2 separate regions of the Mus musculus genome follow, and region 2 is linked to region 1. The links are chromatin contacts, called in public capture Hi-C maps. All regions are on one chromosome and are shown on one strand. Each heading gives the region's core, a stretch centred on a gene start, on an enhancer-like site or on the middle of the called end of the contact. The rest is flanking DNA. Distances are from core to core; before and after follow the strand shown.

Evidence for each region. Capture Hi-C pulls out chosen DNA fragments and counts their contacts.
Region 2: a contact with region 1 is called in a capture Hi-C map of embryonic stem cells, with 5 times the contacts expected there. The contact joins two enhancer-like sites. A contact is called at or near these places in 2 of 115 datasets of contacts at active chromatin or transcription factors (embryonic basal ganglia and microglia) and 1 of 9 other capture datasets (embryonic stem cells).

What each region holds. Positions count from the first base shown.
Region 1 is chr6:29,822,822-29,829,680 of GRCm38.p6, forward strand. All of the region lies in intron 1 of Ahcyl2 (S-adenosylhomocysteine hydrolase-like 2), which reads left to right. Among named protein-coding and RNA genes, the nearest start is that of Ahcyl2, 58 kb to the left of the region's middle. Within about 2 kb of position 3,435, at least 73 of the 459 cell types and tissues checked have an H3K27ac peak or open chromatin away from gene starts, as enhancers often do. A contact at or near this core is called in embryonic stem cells, where this site is marked.
Region 2 is chr6:30,318,578-30,326,334 of GRCm38.p6, forward strand. All of the region lies in intron 1 of 1700095J07Rik (RIKEN cDNA 1700095J07 gene), which reads left to right. Among named protein-coding and RNA genes, the nearest start is that of 1700095J07Rik, 18 kb to the left of the region's middle. Within about 2 kb of position 2,509, at least 40 of the 459 cell types and tissues checked have an H3K27ac peak or open chromatin away from gene starts, as enhancers often do. A contact at or near this core is called in embryonic stem cells, where this site is marked.

The DNA.
Region 1 (6,859 bases), core at 2,185-4,684:
GTGGATTCTACAAGTAAGGCCCTTCCTTTTGAGTCCTGAGAGTCTCTCACCTCCCAGGTCTCTACAGATTACAACCCCCTGTAACTCTAATTCCAGGGGGATCTGACACCTTCTTCTGGCCTCCAAGGGTACTGCATGCATATGGTATACTTACATGCAGGCAAAATATCCATACACATAAAATAATAATAAATAAATAAGATACAGCAATGAAAAATGTGATTATTAATTCAAAGATAAGTTCAGGCAAATATCCTTGTATTTAAAACCAAAGAAACCCACAATATACTTTTTTTTTTTAGATTTTATTTATTTATTAAATGTAAGTACACTGTAGCTGTCTTCAAACACACCAGAAGAGGGCATCAGATCTTGTTACAGATGGCTGTGAGCCACCATGTGGATGCTGGGATTTGAACTCAGGACCTTTGAAAGAGCAGTCGGTGCTCTTAACCACTGAGCCATCTCTCCAGCCCCTACACAATATACTTTTACAAAGCAAAACAAAACAAAACAAAATGACAAAAACAACTCCTGCTTTTTTTTTTTTCATTTCTAGACACCATGATTTCTAAGTACCTTGTTTATAAGGAGCTATGTTGCAGCTCTAAAGACAGTGTCAGGCATTAAGAACATGGTGCCTGGTTCCATTTGAACAGGCATCTGAGTCTTTTCTCATTGTACTAAATTATATACCCCCATCAGTGTGGATCCTCCAAGTGTCAAGTGTCAAGACAGACTGTGTTGCAAGATGAATTGGTTTAGCATCTAAGAACAATAAGGGTCAGCCGGGCGTGGTGGCGCACGCCTTTAATCCCAGCAGTCGGGAGGCAGAGGCAGGCAGATTTCTGAGTTCGAGGTCAGCCTGGTCTACAGAGTGAGTTCCAGGACAGCCAGGGCTACACAGAGAAACCCTGTCTCGAAAACCAAACCAAACCAAAACAAAACAAAACAAAACAAAACAAAACAAAACAGAACAAAAAAGAACAATAAGGGTGAAAGAAGCCAGAAGTAGCAGTGTGAGTTTTCAGAATGTGATGTAAACCACTTGCCTGTGAGATTCTTATCTCTTAGAGAGGTGAGAGTGGATTGGAGATGTTCCCACGAGGTTCAGTTGAGAAAAATTCCAGATAGGCTCACACAGTCGCCAAGCAGAGCTTGCCTGTTCTTTGGAATCCTGTAGAGCAGTGGTTCTCAATGTTCCTAGTGCTGTGACCCACTTTCTCACTTAGTGGTGATTCTCCAACCATAAAATTGTTTTAATTGCTACTTCATAAAAGTGTGATTTTGCTATTGTTATAAATCATAATGTAAATGTCTGTGTTTTCTGATGGTCTTAGAATAGCCCTGTGAAAGTGTTGTGGGTAAGGAATACTACCCCTGCCAAGGCATGATTTATACAGTCTTAGGTGGTTTCTAGATCAGTGGTTCTCAACCTGGGGATTGCAGTCTCCTCAGGGGCCAAACAACCCTTTCACAGGGTCACCTAAGAGTATTGGGAAACACGGATATTTACATTATGATTTATAACAGCAGAATTATAGTTGTGAAGTAGCAGTGAAAATAATGTTATGGTTGAGGGTCACCACCACAGGAGGAACTGTAGTAAAGAGTCGCGGCGTTAGGAAGGTTAAGAACCAATGTTCTAGTGTACTTTTACAGCAGAGTAGAGGAGAATCTCTTTGCTCAGGACATTTCAAGACCCTAAGTTAATAATCAATCTCTCTCTCTCTCTCTCTCTCTCTCTCTCTCTCTCCCTGTGTGTGTGTGTGTGTGTATGGGTGTGTGTGTGTGTGTTTGATAGCTTTTCCACATTAAGTAAATGTGTATCACTCATTGGCCATAACTACTGTAGTTTGAGAAATGACAGGAAAATTATCATGTGTTTCTTTTTTCTTCATATTGAATAACGTATTTTAAAAGTAAGATCATGAAAACGTTGAAAGGAGTCATCAGTAATGGTATAAAATCCAGACTTCATAACTGAATCATAAAAGTTAACCTCCACATAGGAGATGAGCAAGAGCGGGGAAACCCCTTCTTGCACTTGTTAGAATCCTATATTTAAAGTTTTTAAAATTTTGTTTTATGGGTATGAATGTTTTGCCTGCTCTCTCATATATACATACACACACACACACATACACACACACACACACACTGTGTGCATACCCAGTGCCTATGGAGGTTCCCTTGAGTCCGGAGCCAGCGTGGGATCTGGGAATTGAACCCAAGTCCTCTGGAAGAGCAGCCAGTGCTCTTAGCCACGGAGCCATCTCTCCAGCCTCTCAAGACATGAATATTTTTAAAATCTATAACATCCTACGTAGACAAAGGAATATAGAGATGAGCAGTTTTTATTCATGATGATGAGAATATAAGTTGGTACTTTTCTGGTATGCACATTGGCAATAGAGAATATTATTTCTTTTCTCTTAGAATTCTACTTCTTGGAATTTAAAGAAATAAGCCAAGTACGGTGGTACACACTTGTCTTGCCAATTCATTTTGTTTTGTTTTATTTTACTTCCTCTTGCATAGCTGTGACCACAATACAAAAGAGGACAATTTAACGTGAAGAATTAATTATTTTGGCTCCCTGTCTGAGATTTCAGCCCATTGGCTCTGTTTCTGGATCAGTGGCAAAGCCGTTCACTGAGAATGAGGAACAGGAAGCAGAAAAGCTTAGGACCACAAGTGAGACACAGCTCAAGAGGCCACCCTCCCACTGACCACTCCTTCAACTAAATCTCCCCCATTTTACCATTTCTCAACAATGCCATGATATTCTGAGTTTAATGAAGAGTAATTGACCAGGTCACTTTTTATGGCTTAGAAGGCTGTGCTAACTTGAAAGCCTGAGTTTGACCTCTGGATTTCAGAGGAAGAAGAAAACCAAATCTTAAAAGTTGTACTCTGATCTACACACACAAAGCGACTACTATTAATAATAATTAAAGTAAACAAATGATTGGCCCACAGTCAACTAAAAAAGGAGGAGGAAGAGAAGATCAGGCCCCTTTCTAAAAGTTCATCAGCTGACATCCATACCTGCAATAAATGAGCCGGCTGGGGCCATTTCATACGCAAGCTGTAACATGGAAGCAAGAGACTCACTAGTCGAGTCTGGGCTACACAAGCTGCTTTTCTCACACAAAGATAAAAAGGTGCTAAGGCTACAGCTTAGTTGGTAGAATGTGTTGTTCAAACCCCTGCACCACGTAAGACCTGGTGTGATTGTGCACTTCTATAACATAGCACTTGGGAGATGGGCTTAGGAGGATCAGAAATTATAGGTCAGCCATCGTTGGCTACACAGCAAGTTTGAAGCCAGCCTGTCTCAAGAAATGCTTGCCTTGTATACAGAAAGCCCTGGGTTCTATCCCTGGCACCATATAAGACAATCCCAGCACTGGGGAGGTGGAGGCAGGAGGGTCAGAAGTTCAAGGTCATCCCTGGCTACAGTAAATTAGAAGCTGGCTTGGGCTACATAAGAACTGGTCACATCAAGAAGAATAGCAATAAAAATATTTAGATTTATGACTGTGTATGGTGGTATTCATCTGTAATCAGAACTTCTGAGGCTAAGGTAAAAGGATCTTGATTTTGAGACCAGCTTGTGCCGTATAGCAAGTCCAGTCCAGCCTTTGAGCTGTGTAGTTAGATTCAATCAAAATCAAGACTAGAGGCTGAGGAAATAGCTCACTTGTTATTAGCACGCCTAAAGTCCTGAGTTGATCCTGAATAGGTAAAAGAAAGGCTTAGTGTGTTCAATTACTATTTATAATATAAACTTAGAATCAGGTTAATATATGACAGTTGAGATTTTTTTAGATAATAGGGCTCTTTTATTTTAATTTCTTATTTTTATGTGTATGAGTATTTTTCCTACACATGTGCCTGTGCATTTAGGAGACAGAAGCAGGCAGATTTCTGGGAGTTCAAGGATGCCCTGGTTTACATTATAATTTTGAGGCCAGCTAGAATTACAAAGTGAGACCCTGTCTCCAAAAAACAAAAGAAAAGGAAGAGCTAGCACTCAAGGCTTTGTTTTTGTTTTTACTGTTAAGTTAATCTGTGTCTCTTTTCTTCTTATACCCTCTCTGCATGTGTCATGTTTGTGTGCGTGTATGTGTGTGTGTGTGTGTCTGTGTGTGTATATGTATGTCTATGTCTATTTCAGGAGGGCTATGTGTATGCCTGTGTATCTCTCTGTGTGTCTCTGTGTGTATGTGTTTCTGTGTATGGGTGTCTGTGCTTGTGTGTATCTGTGTATATATCTATGTATCTATATGAGTATGTCTGTGTGTTTATGTGTGTGTGCCTATGTATGTGTGTGTGTATGTGCTTAAAGCTTTTTTTAAGGATATTCATTTTATAACAGGATGGTGGTGGGCTTAAAATAGCCCCCCACATATTATGTTTCTAGTTATGTTCTAAAGACATACTTCTTAGCTTGGGTGTATTCACTCTTGATCCCTGAAACTTCCTCTTGGCACTAGTTTATAAAAGCCAGAATGTTGAAATAGCCCTGTTAGTTTGAGATCTGAAGGTGTGAACTCTTTCAGAAACATAATTGAAACCATTACTCAGTTCTGTAATTTGGGATCACTCAGCAACAAGCTACGGAAGTGAGAGGTGCAACAGCACACAGCAGTGCCTGGTTCCTCTCTTAGCTTTGTACTAGAAAAGTCTTCTCTATCTAGTCTTTATCAAAGTCTTGTGTGCTTATTTAAAGTCTTTTCTCCTGAATGGGAAGAGTTTGAACCAATTATAAGCAAATAACCCTTTTTGTGCCTTCCTTTATGTGTATTTCTGTTGCCATGTCAACAAAATATAGCTAACATTGAGTAAACCAGTGGGTGCTTGTATGCTACCTCCCTAGGGGAAGGTAAGTGTGGAGAAGTAGAAGGGGCCAAATTGAGAACAAAGAATGCTTCTCCCCTTGGCTCTCCATTAGCTGGCTGTTTCAGTCCTCACACACACACACACACACACACACACACACACACACAAAACCCGTTTCAGCTGTTCAGAGATACAGCTAATATGTCTTATTCTTTTGCATGTTAGAACCTTGTCACTATTTGGGGTAAAATAACTGTTATAAGCTATCTTTCAGAACCAGGAAACCCAAAAATAAATGGTGATACTTACGAAATTTATATTTTGGGGGCTCAAAGGCTTACATTGTGCATATTGGTGTTGAAAGTACTTCCTGAGTGACAAGTAACTGCTTAGTCAGTAATTTACAGTCACAACCAACAAACAATGGTGGCAGAGACCTAAAACACATGGCATGCTTTTAGAACATATATTTGGTATATCAGTGGGGTGAATCCTAAAGGTGAAATCATTAGGTCAAAAACTACCTAACGTTTTAAGATTGCGAGAGTGATACCCAAACAGCTCTTCACAGTGACTGCATGTGCACCAGGAATGTCAGAAAAAGATCTTTCTCTATACATAGGAAGGGTCCTTTAAAACAGAATAGATATTTGAACATCTAGCAGCCACTTGAGAAGTAGCGGCAGGAGGATGCTTGATCCTTCTTGTAAGCACAAAAATGAAACCCCTAAACTTTGCATCAGGTTTGTGGTAGAAAGAACTGGCAACAACCCTTGCCTGTTTCTTTTAGTGGCCTCAGGTCCTGTCTGCACTTCTTCTGTGCAGCTATTCGAATCCACACCATCAGGTAACTGATTTCACAATTTTGTCTTTTTAGTCTCTTATTTTCTCACCCCCTCTTCTTTTTTTGTTATTTTTCTCCTTAAAATTGCTAAAGCTTATCCTCCCACACTTCAATCATAATTTTTTGTGGAGGGTAAAAGAGAGCTGAGTTTTGAGTTCTTCCATGTTTGAAAATACCCATGTTCTTTTCTTACACACTTCTTGCTATTCGGCCTATGTTAGGAATTTGCTAATTGACTTCTCCAGTGTTGCTTGTTAAGCTTGGCTCCTCCAGTTTCTGTTGAGCTCCTCTGCCAACCCCTAGTGAACCCTTAACATAACCCAATTAACCCTTGGTCATTGGGTTAATTTTTAATAAAATTTAAGTGTGGCTTGGTAAGAACTTTCTTAGATGTTAGCAGGAAATTGGATGAAAATTTCCCCTCCCATTTCTGAGATATAGTACAAACTAGATGATTTTTTTTCTCAGTTGCTTCATCACTTGTATCTACTTTCACTTCCTTTGTGTGGCGGTTCACAACATTTAGCCAAGAAAATGATCCAGCAGGTGCTAGCTCACATAGTCAGTTGTTCCAGTGGGAAGACAGTTCTGCACACTTAATACTTTATACTGTTACACTTCCAGATAGTGTAGGGAAGGAAACCTTCTCTGCCCATCTCAGGTTCACTCGCTTGGCCTGTAACTTACAGCAATAGAAGATATTAATGAAAGAGAAGCAAACAAAAGATTATTAACAAGCAGTGGGTCTTTAATACGCACATGCTATGTGCATTAAGAGGTGACTAACTGAACAGGGTAGTTAGAATTCAGACTTACAGCACAGTTTAACACCAACCAGTATATTTGTAGCCAAGTGACAAGGTAAAAGAAAAGCCTTAGAGCTACAAGGCTAAGTGGGTACTGTGAGAAGACAGATGTGGAAACCGCTGGTAGATGAGGGCTAGATAGTGTGGTTTGCTTGTGTACCCTCTTTTGTTAGGTCCTCGTGTCTACATTGAGATTGTTCTCTCCTCATCCTGGCAAGAGACCGGGATGGGGGGCACTTTTTAAAAGGGACTTTATATTTTGTTCTCAGGTAGTGGGGAGGAACATAGAAAACTCACCCTATCCTGCTTTGTTCAGTTGCTTTCAGCTTAAAATAAGGCTTTGCCAGAGATAAAATATACC
Region 2 (7,757 bases), core at 1,259-3,758, 490 kb after region 1:
CTGTACTGTCTACTTTGTGTCAATTTGACACAAGCTAGAGTCATCGGAGAAGGAGCCTCAGTTAAGGAAATGCCTCCATGAGATCCAGCTGCAAGGCGTTTTCTCAATTAGTGATCAGTAAGGGAGGGCCCAGCCCATAGGTGGTGTCATCCCTGGGCTGGTGATCCTGGGTTTTATAAGAAAGCACGCTGAGCAAGCCATAAGGAGAAAGCAGTAAGCAGCACCTCTCCATAGCCTCTGAGTCAGCTCCTGCTTCCAGGTTCCTTCCCTGTTGGTGTCCTGACTTCCTTTGATGATGAACATTTATATGGAAGTGTAAGCAGAAATAAACCCTTTCCTCCCCAAGTTGCTTTGGTCATGGTGTTTTGTTGCATCAATAGAAACTCTAACTAAGCCATCTTCCTTGCTCCATCAGGGACAAAGGTTGACAAAGGTTGACGGGGACTGAGGCCTCTCTTCATTTTCTAAGAAGACCCAAAGCCTCCTTTGGGGGAGCATACTGCTGTGCCCTTTCTGCCGGTATCTCTCATCAAATGTATACCCTGCCCTTTCCTCCCAGGCTGTAGCTATTGCAGGTCAAGGTCCCCTGTAAGCATCTGAGACCACCAGTTGCGGCCAAGGCATTGCCAGCTTGTGAGTGAACTTAGCATCCCTGTCTTACTGGTACTGGGCAGAGAATTGGCTCCAGGTCCCTTCTACACCTTGAGCAGACTGCTACACTCCTCCCCATGTGTTCTGTGTCAAAAGTAGCAGTCTGTGCTTAAAAGGCAGAATGTGTGGAATCCGGGCTTCCACACTCCAGTCTGGCTGAACTCTAAGAAGAGGAATTAAGGAGGTCGTTGACCTGAATTTCCAATCCCAGCTCTATCCCAGAACATGTAGAGGACCTACTTGCTCACTTCCTCTGAGTAGACTACCGAGACAGAACAGTTTAATATGTAATCCTTTACAGTGAATTAGAACCTCGATTTTAAAAAAAAGAAGAAGAAGAACAGCCAGGCAGTGGTGGCGCATGCCTTTAATCCCAGCCCTTGGGAGGCAGAGGCAGGCGGATTTCTGAGTTTGAGGCCAGCCTGGTCTACAGAGTGAGTTCCAGGACAGCCAGGACTACACAGAGAAACCTTGTCTTGAAAAAACAAACAGAGAGAGAGAGAGAGAGAGAGAGAAAGAGAGAGAAAGAGAAAGAGAAGAGAAGCGAAGCGAAAAGAAAAGAAAAGAAAAGAAAAGAAAAGAAAAGAAAAGAAAAACCAGATCTGGTGGCTGGTGATGCGCATGTGTAATCCCATCATGGAGGAGGCTGAGGTTCAAAGGCCTGAGGCTTAAGGAATTAAAAACTAGTCTCTGCAACCTAGTTCAAAATCAGCCTGTGTTACATGCTTCTTTGTGTCAAAGACAAATAAAACAAATAAAAATCAAAAGAGCCAGGCATGACACTCCAAGCTATTCAGGAAGATTCAAATTCAAGGGCTGCCTGGGATACAGATACAGAGACAGTTCAAGGCAAGCTTGGGCCAGTTAATGATGCCCTATTTCAAAATAAAAAGTAAAAAATGGGCTGGGGACTTTTCTCAGTTGTTGAGAACTTCCCGATAGGCAAACACATAGATACATAAGTAAAACAAACTGGAAGTAGACTGGTGGCCTGTAATCCCAGCAGTTAGGAGGTGGGGGAGCAGGGGAGCAGGAGTCCAAGATCATCCTCTGCCATTTAACTCGTTTGAGGCCAGCCTGAGCTACATGAGACCCTGTCTCAACACAAGCTAAGACAGACAAACAAAAACAAACAAAGCCCCAAAAGAAAAATAAATAAGTAAACAAATGAAAAGCAAGGTTTGAGGAAATGGAAATGGTACACTAGTCCTAAGAGAGATCTTCCCAGTGTGACCATAAATATGTACAAGTATTATGTGCCCGAGAAAAATAAATCCCAAGCCGTTTCGTTTATACCTTCATTGTTGATGTCTCCTTGCCTCAGAAGTAGCATGGAGACTGCGAAGCCCTTCCCTAAATTACCTGCTAACATTCCCTCGGGCCTGCTCCCCTGCCACCTCAGACCCTCTAGATGGTCCTTGTTTTCTGGAAAGACACCTGGGCCCCAGGCCTGCCTCCTCCCCTGGGAGACTGGTTTTCAGGGGAGTGATTCTCTGCCTTCCTTGGAGGCTCTGTTCCCCAAAGGCGTGGCTTGGATTTTGATTTCCTGAGAGGGAAGTCTTCTGGGATGGAAGGATTTTACAGTGAGGAGGGATTCCAACACATCTGGGTGGCCTGGGCTTCATTTGGCCGGGGGCATTGCCCAGTGCCTTTGGTGAGGGATAACCTCCCAAACTTCTTACCCAAAAGCTTCTGAAACACTCGAGGGAGAGGGGTGCTCAGGACCCCAGGCAAAGCTGGTATTGGTTCCCCATAATTATCAGCCAGTTAAAACTCCTGCCTGCCCCATATCCCCTTGTGTCTGTGGTTTTCTGTTACACTTCTGATTTCTACTGCAAATCCTCGTAGGGAGGAGCGAGGGCTGCAGTGGTTGCTGTGAATTCCTGTCTCCAGGGCAGGAGGGGCAAGGCAAGGTCTCCAGGGCACAGTTTACCCCAGTCCCACCTCCCCTTTGACTTCTTTTACTGCTCTTGGAGTGACTCGCTTCCTCCTGAGGTCCTGGAGTGGCCATGCTCCTCGCTTAGCCTTGGGAGCATTGTGTGACATTCATCTGCATGTCTGCCACACCCTTACAAGGCCAACAAACTGGAGGAAGTGTTTTAAAAACTATTTCAGAGGGACTCCAAGATGGCCCTCCAAACTTACCAGACCAAGGGCATGCATGGCCCTACTTTACAGAGCCTTTGTCCTTCCTTCCTAACCCTGAGACAGAGAAAAAAATCACTGCTGGGGGAAAGCCAGACTCTGAAAGAAAAACAGCTGAGTGTGATACTTTCCCTGTAAGCCCAGCACTTGAGCTGAGGTAGGAGGATCACCATGGGCTACCCTGGGCTACAAAGTGAATTCTGGGCTTGTCTGGACTACAGAGTGAAATCCAGTCTCAAAAGCAACACAATACAAAAACACAGACAGACAGACAATACAAAAAAACAGACAGACAGACAAACAACAACAACAAACCCAACTACAACTGCTTTTAATTTTTTCTTTTCTTTCTTATTTTAAATTTCTATTTATTTATTTATTTATTTTGTTTTTTTCAAGACAGGGTTTCTCTGTGTAGCCTTGGTTGTCCTAGAAGTCACTCTGTAGACCAGGCTGGCCCCAAACTCACAGATATCTGCCTGCCTCTGCATCCCAAGTGTAAGATTACACTACCACACTCGGCTAAATATATATAGTTTCCCCCGCCTTCCCTCGTCTCCTATGCAGTGCTGGAGTTTCCAGTGCTTGAGGAATTCAACTCAGTAGCATTTGTTCCCACTCCCGCTCTCTTCCCTCACTGTGGGACTGACTCTGCCTTTGACAGGTAAATGCATTTCCTTGATAGTTCCCTTCTCTGAGAAGTCTGCCCCTGACTGTATGATAGAGCTCTCCCCTTGCCCGAAATTCACCCAGGTGGGACAATTTTATGTCTAAGTCGTACATAGCTGTGTCTTTGTTTATCATTGATAGGGACTCTTTCCAATTAGCGTTCAAGGATTTGCTTCCCAATGATGATCAATAAGTAAGTCAAGGAGGGCTGGGGATGTGGCTCAGTTGGTGGAGCATTTGAGCATGCTTAAAGCTCTGGGTTTTTATTGCCAGAAAGATATAAAGTCAGGTATGGTAGCAAATTCTTGACATCCCAGCACTCCAGAGAGCCAAAGCTCAAGGTTATCTTCAGCTATGTCATGATTTTGAGGCTAGCCTGGGCTACATGAGATGCTTTCTCAAATGATATAAGGCAAGTGGGGGTGTGGAGAATTAATATCCTGATTGGTAGGCCTTGGTTTTCAGAAATGTGCATGTTGGTTATTAGGTAGCTTTCTCTCAAACCCTGCTGGTTTGATTTGGGAGCCCTTGAGCTTGCCCACACAGATGGCAGGCATTAAATTCCTCTCTCTCAAGAGCAAGCCCAACTGTCTGTTATGAGATCGCTGAGTACCTTGTGAAGCAGTAGTCTGTGTCCCAGGAATGGGATGATGAACTTACTTGGTCCCCAGTCCTAAGGGAGATCTGGCTGAGGGGCCCTCCTCAGGCTGTGTCCTGCTGGGAGCAACTCTCCCTGTTGTCACCTAGGCAAAACAGGCTCTTTTTAGTCCAGGCACTGCATGGAAAGGCAGCTGAAAGTCAGAGGCTGTGGAGATCAGCTGGTCATATTTAGTCAGTTTTATTAACACGTTAAAGCCAGGGTTTGACGGGGCAAACACAAAATAAGGCTAAACAAAACCAAAAGACTGTCCCTTCTCCCAGATCCGCCAAAAAAAAACCCATATCCACAAGCAAAGGAACCAACAATCAATAACCTGTCTAACCACATGCCTTCCAATGCTTTTTCTGTATTCGTGAAATTATTAACTTTATTATTTTTTGTTTTTTTTGGGTTTTTTTTGTTTTGTTTTTGTTTTTCTGTTTTTTTTTTTTGTTGTTGTTGTTGTTGTTTTTTGGTTTTTTTTTTTTTTTTTTTTTTTTTTTTTTTTTTTTGAGACAGGGTTTCTCTGTGTAGCCCTGGCACTCACTCTGTAGACCAGGCTGACTTCAAACTCAGAAATCCACCTGCCTCTGCCTCCCCGAGTGCTGGGATTAAAGGCGTCCGCCACCAACGCCCGGCTAACTTTATTTTTTGAATCAGGGTCTTAAGTAGCCCAGGCTAGCCTCAAACTCGTTCCATATTTGAGGATGACCTTGAAATTGCAATTTTCTTGCTTCTACTTTAGTGCTGAGGCTCTAAGCATGACTCACAACACCCAGCTTTGGCAGCACCAGAGTCAGATCCAGGGCTAGGCAAGCACTCCACAAAAATGTCTATCCTAAGATTGTTGACGGTTTAACTTCTAACTGCCCAGAATCAGAAAGACCCAATTGCCTAGTTTGACTAGGGAACTGATCTTCTCAGGTAGCCAAGCCTTGGCTGCACATAAGAAAAATGTCCAAGGGCTGGTGAGATGGCTCAGTGGGTAAAAGTACCCGACTGCTCTTCCAAAGGTCCGGAGTTCAAATGCCAGCAACCACATGGTGGCTCACAACTATCCGTAACAAGATCTGACGCCCTCTTCTGGTGTGTCTGAAGACAACTACAGTGTACTTACATATAATAAATAAATAAATCTTAAAAAAAAAAAAAGAAGAAGAAAAAAAAAGAGAGAGAGAGAGAGCCGGGCGTGGTGGCGCACGCCTTTAATCCCAGCACTTGGGAGGCAGAGGCAGGCGGATTTCTGAGTTCGAGGCCAGCCTGGTCTACAGAGTGAGTTCCAGGACAGCCAAGATATACAGAGAAACCCTGTCTCGAAAACCAAAAAAAGAAAAAGAAAAATGTCCAGTAGCAAACATCCCACCTTGGAGACGCTTCTCCCATAGACTAAGTCTGTGAGGCTGTGCCTCTTCCATGCTTCAACAACCAGGAGCGCTGTCAGCAAAAATGAGGGCTAGAGGTCCTGGCGTTTGAATCTCCTAATACTGCCCGGAAGTGCAATATTTAGGGAGAGTATTGAGTGCCTTGAGCAATTCATTCATTCAGCCAGAATCTACTGAGCACCTACCTGTTTTGGACCACAGGGCTTTTAATCTTAGGTGTCTGTCCTTAAACTGTCTGTACATCGATCAGGGAGACTGCAACATCCATGATAACAATACAAGCAGAACCTTCCCTCTGCCTTTGTTTCTCTTCTCTGGTTAAGGAGCAGAGTCATTGGCTGAGAAGCCACTCCATTTGTTGTGGCTACTGTGGACCCTTTAAGAAGAATGAAAGGGGGCTGGAGAGTTGGCTCAGTGGATAAGAACACTGACTGCTCTTCTGAAGGTCCTGAGTTCAAATCCTGGAAACCACAACCATCTGTAATGAGATCTGATGCCCTCTTCTGGGGTGTCTGAAGACAGCTACAGTGTACTTACGTATAATAAATAAATATTTTTTAAAAGAAGAAGAAGAATGAAAGGCACCTTCCTAACTGGGTAGATAGCACACGCCTTTCATCCTGGTAGGAGGCAGAGGCAGGAAGATCTCTGAATTCGAGGCCAGCCTGGTTTACAGAGCAAGTTCCAGGACAGCCAGGGCTGTACAGAGAAACCCTGTATCGAAAAAACAAAACAAAACAAGAATTTCAATTCTGCTGAGCTGAAGTGGTATATGCCTTTGATACCAGCACTTAGGAGGCAGAGACAGGCGGTTAGATCTCTGAGTTTGAGGCCAGCCTAGACTACAGAACAACTTACAGGACAGCCAGGGCTACGTAGAGAAACTCTGTATCAAGCAACAGGAACAACAACAAAGTATCTTCAAGTAAGACCACATATGGTTGGTGTGGAGGTGGAGCATAGGTCCACTCACTACACTGCTATAGTTACTCTCCAATGGAAACTCCTTTGTAGCTCCTCACTATGGAGTTCATCAATAAAATCCAGCTCTGGCTCATATCCTCCTTACATGGGTTGAGTTGTGCACCACTGAAAGTTATGTTAAGCTGAGCCTGGCGACTTATCTCAGGCCTGTAATCCCATCCTCTCAGGAGCCTGAAACAGGATGATCAAAATTTGAAAGTATGCTACTCAGAGATACAGAGTGAGTTCAAGGGTAGCCTGAGTAGCTACATGAGAGCTTGTCTCAAAATAAAAGGAAGAAAAGGGCTGGGGATATATATAGGTCAGGGGTGGAGAACTTAGCTAGCATACATGAAGCCCTGGGTTCAATACCCTGAATAATATTGATAATAGGAGCTAAAGAGATCACTCAGCAGTTTAGAGAACTCATTGCTCTTGTAGAAGACCTGGGTCCAATTTCCAGAATCTACATGTTGGCTTGCAACCATCTCTAACTCCAGTTCCTGGGGATTGAACACCTTCTTCTGACTCTGATAGGCACAAGGAGCACTAACAGCGCAAGTACACATACACATACAGACTACAGGTATATATATATATATATATATATTATATATATATATATATATATATAATATATATTATATATTATATTATATATGTTTTAAAATAAGACATTGAAGTGAATGTAGCCTTATTTGGAAGAAGAGTGTTTGCAGAGGTCCTCAAGTTTAGGCCATACCAGACCAAGATGACTCTGAATCTTGTGGCTGGTCCCCTTACAAGACCTGGGCTGTCGGACCTGAATGTGGTGGCGCATGTCTTCAATCCTAGCACTTGGGAGACAGAAGCAGAGGGATTTCTGTGCATTGTCTACAAGTTCCAGGCCAGCTAGGGCTGCACTGTGAGCAGGAAAATGACTGGGGGTGGCTCAGGCAGTAAAGTGCTTGCTGTGTCAACCTGAGGACCAGAGAAACAAACAATTGGCAGGGCAGTGAATGTAATCCCAGAGCTAGTGGAGCAGATACAGTAGGATCCCTGGAGTTTATGAGAAACTCTCACTCAAAAAAAAAAAAAAAAAAAAAAAAGGCGTGGCACAGTTGAGGAACACCTGATATCAATCTGGCCCATGTACACATATACACCAAAAAAAAAAAAAAAAAAAAAAAAAAAAGGAAATTGAGACACTCATGCTGGGAAAAACACTTTGTGACAACAGAAACAGAGGTGGCAGTGGGGTGACCACAGAAGCTGAGAAAGAGGCCGTCCATCCTGTCACTTTAAGCCGCCCCGTTTTGTGCAAGTTG